Regions from separate parts of the Mus musculus genome. Here region 1 is linked to region 2. Evidence: chromatin contacts called from public promoter capture Hi-C data. All regions are on one chromosome and are shown on one strand. Each heading gives the region's core, a stretch centred on a gene start, on an enhancer-like site or on the middle of the called end of the contact. The rest is flanking DNA. Distances are from core to core; before and after follow the strand shown.

Region 1 (5,385 bases), core at 2,831-5,330, 900 kb after region 2:
AGAGCAGATCAGTCAGCCTAAAAGCAGCACAGCCCAAGCACGCCACAAAAGGCACTGAGCCCACACTGGACTCCCACCCAGGGCTTCTGACCACCAAGCTCTGAATCCCAGGGGAGAGCACCGAGTGAAACGCAAGGGTGCCGGGTCCAAGTCTACTCACTCATCAGTCTTATCAGCATTAAAAGAGACAGGGCCAGACACTATTGCTTCCCAGCGTAATGTAACAGGAAGTGCCTAGCAGAGATATAACATGCTCTTGCCAGAAAAAGAACCTGAATTTAATCAAGCCTTAGATATGACTACCAGTTTTCAGGAAGTATGGAAGATAAAAACACTTCAAGAAGAGATCAGTCAGCTAAATGTCCCTACAGGACAAGGCTGCATAACCCAGTTTCCCCGAGTAAACGCATAATAAAGACCCTGTCTACATCCTGTCTTTCACCCACAAAAGAACGCTTTCAATGGGATATGTCTGTTCGGTGTTAATGGTTGCTGTATCGGGTGTGAAAATAATACGATGGGGCAATTTAAATCCTCTTCTGTATGCAACCCATAATGATGGATTATGGGGAAAATATGGTGTCTAGAATTTCAAAATACTTCAGAGGAAAATAAGGACTAGATGAAGTCAGAACGGCCAAAGTGCTGATAATCGCTGAAGCTGGGAGACAGACAAGAGGTTGCACTTGCTCTTTGGTCTGCTCTGTATATTTAACAGTTCCCACCGAGCTGGCTAAAAGAACAAACAGCGTCTGGGAGTCAAACCTTTAACAATAAAAGCAACAGCCCCACTTGACTTAGATGCAGTCAAACATGTCCCCTGAAAGCTTTTCTATTACAAGAGACAGAGTGCATGATTTAGGAGTTCTCACAAGCTTCCCAGGCACATCCCAGGAAATCCAAAAGGAAGATGACCCCGTGAGAAGAATACACAGTTTGAGAAGAGTTATACGTTGTAGAATGTAAGATATTTAAACGCATATAATGAGTAGGGAAGTGCTTATAAAAATACATAGCATAAAAATACTAACATTATCATTAAGTTTGTAATTTTATAAATTGATGAGAGAGAATAATAACCCCCTCCCCCAAAAGTGGGCAAGAGGCACCCAAGCAGAGAGACCCAAGAAGAACAAGGAAAACTACCCGGAAGTCAATGAGTAGAAGGGAAGAAACAAAAGAGCTGATCACTTGGAATAGAATCATCACATGTTGAAAAAGATGCCAAGGCTCCCACACCTTGACAAGGTGAGCACGTAAAAGAACACCCCTTAGTCTCCTGTGGGTGATAACTCAAGGGCACAGTTCCGCATCCCTGCTGTGTTGTGTGGTTCGTGTTCTCTACACATCTGCAGTACAGGCTGCAGAGTCACACTGTGCACGGTCCTTCTGGCGTGGGTTTGTGCGTCATCTAGAGTAAGAGTAAAGGCAGATCTTCCTCATGGAGGAGCCAGTCGCCACTGAGGACTGTGAGCTGCCCGTGCCAGCAGAAGGCTTGAATCCTGACGCTGGCCCTATGCAATCATAATTCGACTTCCTTCCTGTTCTATAAATGGAAACTTTGCACCTTCAGTCTGTAGCTTCCAGGAAACTGGAAGAGACATAGACCTTTGTTTGGGCTAATGTGTAAAAAGCAACTTGTTAGAAACCTGATTTGCCAGATAGGTAATACTAAAATCATTGTTTAAAACTTGGTTTTCATCAGTCATGCCACAGCTTCTAAGTCTCCAAATCTTAATCTACATGGTGGTCAACACCTTTGGTCCAAACACTAATTTTTAATCCCCAATGGCAAGTGCCTCACATGCCAGGTGTTCTAAGATGAATTCTTAGATTTTTCCAGAAGATCGATGTTCTCAGACCCAGGTTTGCTATAGGATTTACCTTGTGGAGAGAAAATTCAGAGCTCATGAGCTGAGCAGTCTGTGGCTCAGTTCACGCCTGTCTATATTAGCCTGGGGCACAGAGTCTACGCAGAAGGCCAGTTTGCCCAAGTTCTGGGTCCTAGAGCACAGAACTCCCAACCTCCGCAGCCAATCTGATAAAGCCAGGAGCACCTGCATGAAACCTGTTGAGAACTGATGATAACTGAAATGATTGCGTCTGCGAACCAGTCCCCATGCTGAACTTAGAGGGGACGCTTCGACTTCATCCAGATTCAAATCAAACCGAAATGCTGCAGTTTCCTAGAAACAGGAGGCACTGATGAGCACCAGAAGAGGAGATACTATTGCTGCCATCCATGCTGGGAACTGAAATCTCCACGCCCTCCTTTCTTTCTTACACTTAGAAACCAGATACTGACATAAAAGGCAGACCAAAGAAGAAAATGAAAGCGACAGCAACAGAGAAAACCTTCTGGGTGATGTCCCGGGTGGAGTTCTGAGGGTGGTTTGCGTCTGCCGGAGAGCTGGGGAGGGGGTGGAAGCTACATCAGAAGATCGGTGAGCACTGTGAGCACATGATGAAGAAGGCACTGGACCTAGAGAGCTGGGCTGCATCTGGGATCAAGGCCAAAGAGCAGGGTCCATGTCAGCTGCTCCCTGGAGCCTTCCTTCAGGTTAATTAATACCTAACACAGTACGGACGATTTCCTAAATGCCCAACTCAGACGCCTGGTTTGGGTTTTGGTTTTTTTGTTGTTTGGTTGGTTGGTTGGTTTGGTTTTGTTTTGGTTTTGTTGTTGTTGGGTTTTTTTGTTGTTGGTTTTTTTTTTTAGGTTTGGTTTGGCTTTTGTGTATGCTCATTGTTAGTTAATGTACACATCTGATCTTAATATATGTGTGGATTTATAAGTAAAAAAAACTAACAGCATTAAATTCATACTCATTAAATTTGCAGGCATACGTAACTATGGCACAAAGTTCTTTAGAATGTGAGCCCAGGTTATGTTTTTAAAACCCTCGTTCTTCCCTACAGCCATCTTGTGATAAGGCACAGTCGCCTGTGCCAGCGAATGAGGCTGTCTCTGAACACACTTCTAGAACTACTAGCTAATAGTTGTGCAAAAGATTGTGGGGTGGGGGAGGTGTTAGGGCTAGGGTGTGTGCACAGCACTTGTGAGTGAGCGAGTGGTCTGTGTGCCTGCTGATTTGGAACCTAACTCTCTACCATCTCATGGCCAAATTCAGAGATTTACTATCACGGTACAGAAAAGTGCTTCCTTGGGGCTGGAGAGATGGCTCAGAAGTTGAGAGTCTTTCCTGACTGTTCTTCCAGAGGATCCGGGTTCAATTTCCAGCACCCACATAGCAACTCACAACTATCTGTAACTCCTTTTCCAGGGAATCTGACACCCTCACACAGACATACATGCAGGCAAAACACCGATGCACGTAAAAATATAAAAATTATCCAAAAAAAGGGAAGAAAAGTACTTATTTGTTAAATATGTCCAAAAACAAAGTACAAGCAGCACAAATCAATTAGCTTCCTACAAAATGATGGCCCTGTCTCTCAATTCTTGTCACATCTGTTGTAACATTGTACTGAAAACTCTTCTATTAAAATCATCTGCAAAGAATTGAAGCGATGACCTCTTCAACGTTTGTTTTCCAGAACCCCTACTCTATTTTTTTCTTTGAAATTCCAAGTGACTAACATACCATACTGCAAATATATAGTCCTTTCCCCCCCCCAAAAAAAGCCCTAGTGGGCAAATAGAAATGTTCCCCTTCGAATCCAGGAAATGGTATCTCATGATTAAATTAGTTTGAGCAGTCCAGGCTCAGTGTGTTTTCTATTGGGGAGTTTGCAGCAGATGGCCTGGATATTCTTAAGCTGAAACAAGTTTGAGCTTGCCAACCTCAGTTAAAAATCTCTCAAATGTTTGCTTTGGACTGAACGGCTGCACAATGGGAAAAGAACCATATGCAATCCTTATCATTTAGGGAAAATATTCCATAAAAAATACTAGATTTCATTACGGCCTGTTTGGTGCGAGCGGGCTGCAGGTTTGGTTGCCACAGAAATCGCATCATTAGGATACTACAAGTCTGCTTTGAGTTACCCTAGCTGCAAAGTCAGCCAGCCCCGTGATCCCATCCCCTGCATCTGTGTGCTTACCCGCTGTGATTCATTACAATAACAGGAATTTGCTGCTGTTATGATTGAAATAAATCAGCTTTGTGGTCCGGGCAGCCCGTTGTGATAACCATGGCTCCACCTCAAATTTGCTGCCTGGTCTTAAGTCATCTGCTGTACAGTCTAGCCAAAGACACAAACAAACAGATACTATATATGTTAGGAATTTATATATAAACTACCGAGAGCCAGGAGTTTAACCAGAACTTTCTGCTACATTAACCCATTTCATCTAACGTCTCCACATGGTACTTCCAGGTTCCTTCTCTAATCTGCTGTGGACACACTAAGGGGTTGCTACCCTCTGTCCCCCAGCCGGCACCTGGCTCTGCTGGCCATAGAGCCCTGGCTCTGAACAGCTGTCATTTCACACTGGCACGCTGGCTCCAGCTTGAGATCTGGAATCCTTTCCACTCATTTCTGTTGAGGTCCTGAGAGGGGAAGGACAGGGCTAACTTGTTCACACACTCTTCAGATCACACCGGTGTCTGTACCTCGGGCCGGGTCCATCACTGGCCATAGGCTAAACTGGTCTCTATAAAGCTGGGGAGAGGCCAACCATTCCTGAAGATTCTACCCAGTCAGCCCCTTCCAATGGTATCTGTAACTTCTCATTCCTGTCTTATACTCTAATATTTACTTCTACAACAGGCGTTTAATATTTCATTTTCTGTGTGATGTGTGTGTATGCTGTATGATCTTAAATTTAAGTTCAGCTATATTTCTGGATATTCACCTTGGTTGTGTTACTTGGCGTGTCTGTAGGTGGGGCCACACCTGTGTTAAACAATCCACAAGACTGAATGACTGATTAAAGCTTCAATGACTGTGGTCAGTGATTTCCCCAGTTTTCTGCAACCTGTTTGCTTAATGTTCCCACCAGTGTACTTACATAGGGCCTTGGTTTATTACTTTCTGTTACTATTACTATTTAAATATTCCGTTCTGTTACTATTAAAATATTCATGAAAGTGTTCCCACGTTGGAGCATGGTCTTTGGGATAAGCTGATTTTGTGATCATAAGACATGGTGACTGGTATTGGATTCTAGAATAAACTCTTTCCTGTTGAGCTGTTTTGGCATCAACACTTAAGGATGCTACCCTCTTTACACAGTAGGATAAGGCCCCAGTGAGGAACATGGGCTCTAACACTGTCCCCTCATGAGCACACTCTGTCCCTCTGCTTGTGTGGCTCAGATTGTGCTGGCCACCCTGTTGTTATCCATTCCAATTTCAACCATGACGCCAGCTCCTGCAGATCCCCAAACCAGCTTGCCAGACCTGTCCTAGTGCTATGGAC
Region 2 (5,209 bases), core at 1,272-3,771:
AGCCCTGAGCCTGTTTCCAGGGTCCACAAAAGAAGTTTCTGGGCAGAGGCTGCCACCTCCCAGGAGCTGCACATTCCCTGCAGATGCCACTCTGGAAGCCCTTCTTCACATTCCTGCCTAGCATTGAGACAATTCTGCTGTCTATATACAAGGGGTACCTCATATGCCCCACTGCCCTGGGTTTCTGCAAAGTACCAGTCTCAGTTTTAAGGCTCATTTCCCTTGTAGCAGCAATGTTCCTATAATGGGTCCCAGACTTTGCAACAGAGGATTTCAACAAAAGATGCTTAAGGGGACAAGGAATCTGTAAACCTCATGTACTGGACAGAGGCCCAAAGGCCAGTGATGTCGAGAGAAACCCGAGATCTGAACCGGAGAGCACTGGAGAGCACTGGAGCCCCTCTCTGGCTTCCCACTTGCCCCAGCACTCTGGTGAACCCAAGGGATATTCTTTGAAAGCTTGGCCTTTAGAAAGCAACTGTGGTCTATTTTTAGCTTGGATCTTGTATCACAGCCAAGCAGGAGGAGGCTCATCTTCAGTATTAACAGCAGCTTCTTAGCAGAGATGAAGGTTGTGGTTAAGATGTGCAATATGCCTTGGTGTGCACATGTGCGGAAGGGTGTGGAATGAAAGGCAGTCCTTAGGTCGAGGTAAGGTAGACCCACTAATCCATTAGAAAGATAGATGTGTGCACCTTAAGCAGCTTCCTGGCAGGAGGGAGGTAGTTGCCCAGGGTGAATGGAGTATGGCTGAGTTCTAGTTGTAAGATTTCTGGTAGCCTAAAGGGTACAATGTATGCATTTAAAACTCATTGCATAGAAGGAACTCAGTAGACTTGGACCAGCAGTAGTCAACAGTAACTCACACTCTCATCATGGAGATCTATTTAGGGTCACCTTGGGGGCCCTGTGATCATTACCTACATGTAAATGCATTGGGCTCTTGAAGGAAGCTAGAGCTGGCCTTTCCATTAGACTAGGGATGCAGGGAAAGCTGCTGGGAAAATCCAGGAATACTGCTACGCCAACCCCTTGTGTGACCTTGGCAAGGTCACACTCTAATCTGAATTCATTTTCTCCATCTCATAGCAGGAGGGCTGGAATTTGACCTTGTCTGCTCTGATTCATAGCCACAGTGCCAGAAGAGCCTAACAGCTGGTTGACTATGAACTCATCCTAGCACCCCAGAAATGATCTGGATCTCCACTGACCATGGATTTATCACAAGGACATCTACCAAGAACCACCACTCACATGTTGTTTTACCAAGCACCGAGTCTGCCAGATCCATCCATTACAGAGGTCAGGAAACACAGCTTCAGGGCTCCACAGAGTTGGACCAAGGTTGTACAAGCACGAGAAGCCTGAGGCTTGGGTCCTATTGCTTTGGTTTGAACTGGAGAGAAGCCTTTCAGTTGGGAGAGACTCTTGAGAAAGCTTTTGTCCAGATGCAAAGAAGGATTTAGTGTGTATTTTTTTTTATTTCCCCAAGGGATTTGGTGTACAGAGCTAAGAGCTCAGAACATTGCTCTTCAGTCCCTCAGTATAGGCTCTGCCCCTTCTGCATCGGTGGGGCTCAGGGTTAGGGCCAATTCTTTGCTAACTATCTGAAATTCCAGTCAGCTGAGCTGCTCAGGTGATTTCTGGTCTTCTAAGCCTCACGCTATGCTCCTGTAGATGGCTCATACCAAAGAGGCTGGTTTTCAACAATGCATTTTTCCAGAAGGGTGTGGGGAGGGCACCGTGGAAGCTTGCCATCTTTCTACCTATCAGGTCTCCTGAGGATAGAGTTGCCCCATTAATGGGATTCTCTCTGCAGAAGATAGGACTATTGTCAAACAAAGCAAGGTGAATAGCTGAGCACTCTAATTAGCTACACAATGCTACGATTCTCACATTTTTTTCCAGCCTTGTATACCTTCACCTCTAGTCCCCAGCTCAACAAGCTCTCCTCACAACCCTCTGAGGGCAAGAGGCACACCTGTCAGCTCATTTCAGTGATAGGGATGCTGAAGGTTCTTAAAGGTCTTGTGGGGGTGGGATGCCACTGAGTATCGGCACCAGACCCAAGGCTCTTCTCTATCTGCCTAAGGCTCACTCCACACCTGCCATTTTCCCAAAGTTCAGGGTTTCTGAGGAACTCAAAAGAGAAACTGAAGGAGAGATGTGGCCAGATGTGCCCACCGTCCCCTGGCTAGAAGCCATTTCTCTAGTAGCCTTCCCCATAGGGCCTCTGAGCAAGGAGTTGGTAGATGAGGGGTAGGATCTTACCTGCAGCCGTAGCGATGCCCAAGAGCCGGCAGGTATACTCCAGTCCAGTCCAGAATACCTGGAGCTTCATGGTGCCAGGGGTGTGAACAGAGTCCCAGAAGGGCAGGCTGCGAAGATGCCTCTGTATCTGAGATGCTCTGGATGCTCCTCACAAGCAGGAGGCTGCGGGGGCTGGCTGGGGGGCCCCCTGGGCCTTGGGCTCAGCCTCCCTGAACTAGCTCTGGCCTCCGCTGTCTGGCTGAGGTGTGAATAGGGCTCCCCTCCCTAGCTTAGCAGCCCATGCCAAGTGCTGCTCAGTTTAATCATTATCTTGGGAGAATGCTCTCCTTGCTCCACGTAGCCCTGGCCTAGCCTGGAGCGGCTTCGGCTCCGGCTCCGGTGCAGCTGCCTGAGATCATACCGATTAGGGTTGGGCAGGAGGCAGCCTGGAGTTGGCAATTAGCTGTTTCTGTCTGGGAGGAGGGAACAGGAGAGCTAGAGGCCAAGCCCTTCCCTAGGAGGCTGTTCCAAGAAAGTCACCCCCCCCTCACCTCACACCTGCTGGGGGTCCAAAGAGGAGACAGGGCACACGCAGATCTGGGCTAGGGAAGAAGAGTAGAGACGGAGACAGAGATAGAACAAATGTGTTTCTAAATCTCCACTGGTAGCCACTTAGCAAATGAGTTCCAAGCTCTTTCCTTCTGTGTATAGGTGGGTTGAAAAGATTTCCGAATCTGGTAGATTTGAACTCTGACCTTCTTGGTTCAGATGGCAGCACGTGGAGACCCTCCTCTGTTCCTTACAAGCATCCGGGATATGAGATGTGAGAAATCACGGTGTATGCTGTGTGAACAATTAACTGGGTGACCTTGGGGGAAACCCAGAGGTGTCTGGGAGCCTCAGTAACTGTGACAGAAAGTACAGAAGAAATGTAACTATACCGGTGTTCTCAAAACAGAAAAGTGCCCAAGAACCCCGTGACACGCTCAGCCTCTGAGGCCGGCCCTAGGTGGGCTTTGCCGGCGTTTACGTTACAACCGACCTAGCGGATTAAACAGTACTGTGTTTTGGTTTTCCTATCAGGCATTCTCTGAAATCTCTTCCTAGTCTGCTCACGTGGGATGAAAGACAACAACCAAATGAACGGGCAGATTGGCCAACCCTAATACCAGCAGAAACCTCCACCTAATACTGTTTCTTTCTTTGCTGTTTAATGAGTGGCCATATTTTACTATGAAGATTATTATGGCTTGACCATTGATTTGTATTCCATAACCCACCCTCTCTTGTAAGAACCTCTGTGCTCATATGATACTTAAAACGATGTCTAGAAATGTATCATTCAGTGCTTATCATGTGTGAGACCCTGGGTCTCATCTCGAGCAACACACACACACACACACACACACACACACCACACACACAGAGGAGCGTGCGGAGCACTTGTGGAGTATGACTTCGTTTATTTACTTCTTCACTGAACAGACTGTGTCTTATCGGGTTATTTATCTATTACCTGAGTTTTATCTACTTGAACCTCCCTGAAATGCCGCATGTCTGGGCAGCCAGCACCCGCTGTGCTAACTGCATGCTAGAGTGTTTCTGTGGTAGACACTGAGTTGATCTGAGGAAGGAGCTGGGACCTGGGCCACAATAGCTCTGTGGCTTACAGCCTTCTTTGGGAAGACTGAGTAGCCTTTCTCTGAGTAGACTGGGGAGACCCCATCACACCATAGCTGTCACTGGCCTTTCCTGAACCACAGTGGCTTCTTTTCTTTGTGTCTCATACCCCCCCATGCTCAAATGCTCAGAAGACATGGACTCTAGAAGACACGACCATGGCTTCTCCTCCTCAGTCAAATCTTTGGGAATGAGCAGGTGACCCAATTTTGGGCCAAAAGCCCAAATTTGTGGCACATGCTTCTGGGATTTTGGGGGAAGTCCCCCTTATTTTTAACAAGGGGCTCAAGGACAGGGTGAGCTATGCCTCTATGGATCTCCTAGTCCGGATGAGGAGTGGCTGGGTGGGGCCTGTCTCATGAGACAACAAGCAGCTGTGAGATGACTTTGGGGCTGCTAAACCTTCCAGAGGTGCTTTGTCATATCGTCACAGGAGGCTTCCAGGGGTCACAGCAGGATTCAGGTCACAGCAGAATGTACGCAGAATGTACGCTGCCTGACAGAATGGGTTGTGTCTGAATAGGCTCAATTCCTAGCTCCTTTCCTAATCAGGATTTTCTCTGTGCTCTAAGCTCACAGTGGGACAGGTAGAGAACTAAGAACTAAAGATGAAAAAGTTAGGGCATTCCTCAAAACCCAGGGGTGCCCTGTTTCACCGAGCTGCCCTTTACAGAGATCTGGAAAATGGCATTGAGCTGATGAGGTGAAGAAGGCAGAGTCCATTTCAGAAGCAGATGGAAGAGGAATCCCAGTGTGAGCCCCTTTAGAAGAAACCACAGAGTGGGCAAAGGACCATTAACCCCATTTGTAGAGTCCCAAGGGACAGAGAGAAGTCTGTCTTGGCAAAGCTCCCCAGATATCTTACAGTCTAGAGAAAAGACTTCTGGGAAGCAGTGGCTAGGCCCTAAAATAGGACTTGGAGAAGGAAGTGAGGCCCTGGACGTGCACATCTGACCCGGCCTCACTAATGTGCCCAGCAGAAAACAGCACTTAGCAGAAGGCCCCGGAGTTTCACTTTCCACAGGCTATCAAAGGGCAGAGGAGGGAGGGAAGGAAGGAAGGCAGCAAACCTGAAGTGGAGAGAGATTCGGCACCCATGTAGAGCCTGGGAAAGTCCTTCAGGTGACAGAGGGTCTTATTACAGCAGGGAGTCATGTAGAGTATGCCAGGTAGGCCCCACTGCTCAGGACCGTGATAGCATGTAAAAAAATAAAAGTCCAATGATTTTTGTCCTGTGAAATACAATGGGTAGACATTGAACTGGAGAGCCATGAGCTTT

Evidence for each region. Promoter capture Hi-C pulls out the DNA fragments that hold promoters and counts their contacts.
Region 1: a promoter capture Hi-C map of cranial neural crest shows a contact between it and region 2, with 5 times the contacts expected there. The contact joins the enhancer-like site here to the promoter of Tmem72 in region 2. A contact is called at or near these places in 7 of 39 promoter capture datasets (cranial neural crest, embryonic stem cells, frontonasal cranial neural crest and 4 more).

What each region holds. Positions count from the first base shown.
Region 1 is chr6:117,610,116-117,615,500 of GRCm38.p6, forward strand. No RefSeq gene overlaps it. Among named protein-coding and RNA genes, the nearest start is that of Gm9946, 53 kb to the left of the region's middle. Within about 2 kb of position 4,081, at least 43 of the 459 cell types and tissues checked have an H3K27ac peak or open chromatin away from gene starts, as enhancers often do.
Region 2 is chr6:116,714,237-116,719,445 of GRCm38.p6, forward strand. It overlaps Tmem72 (transmembrane protein 72), which reads right to left and starts at 2,522. Exons shown (of 5, transcript NM_178768.4): 1 at 2,272-2,522. The coding sequence starts at 2,341.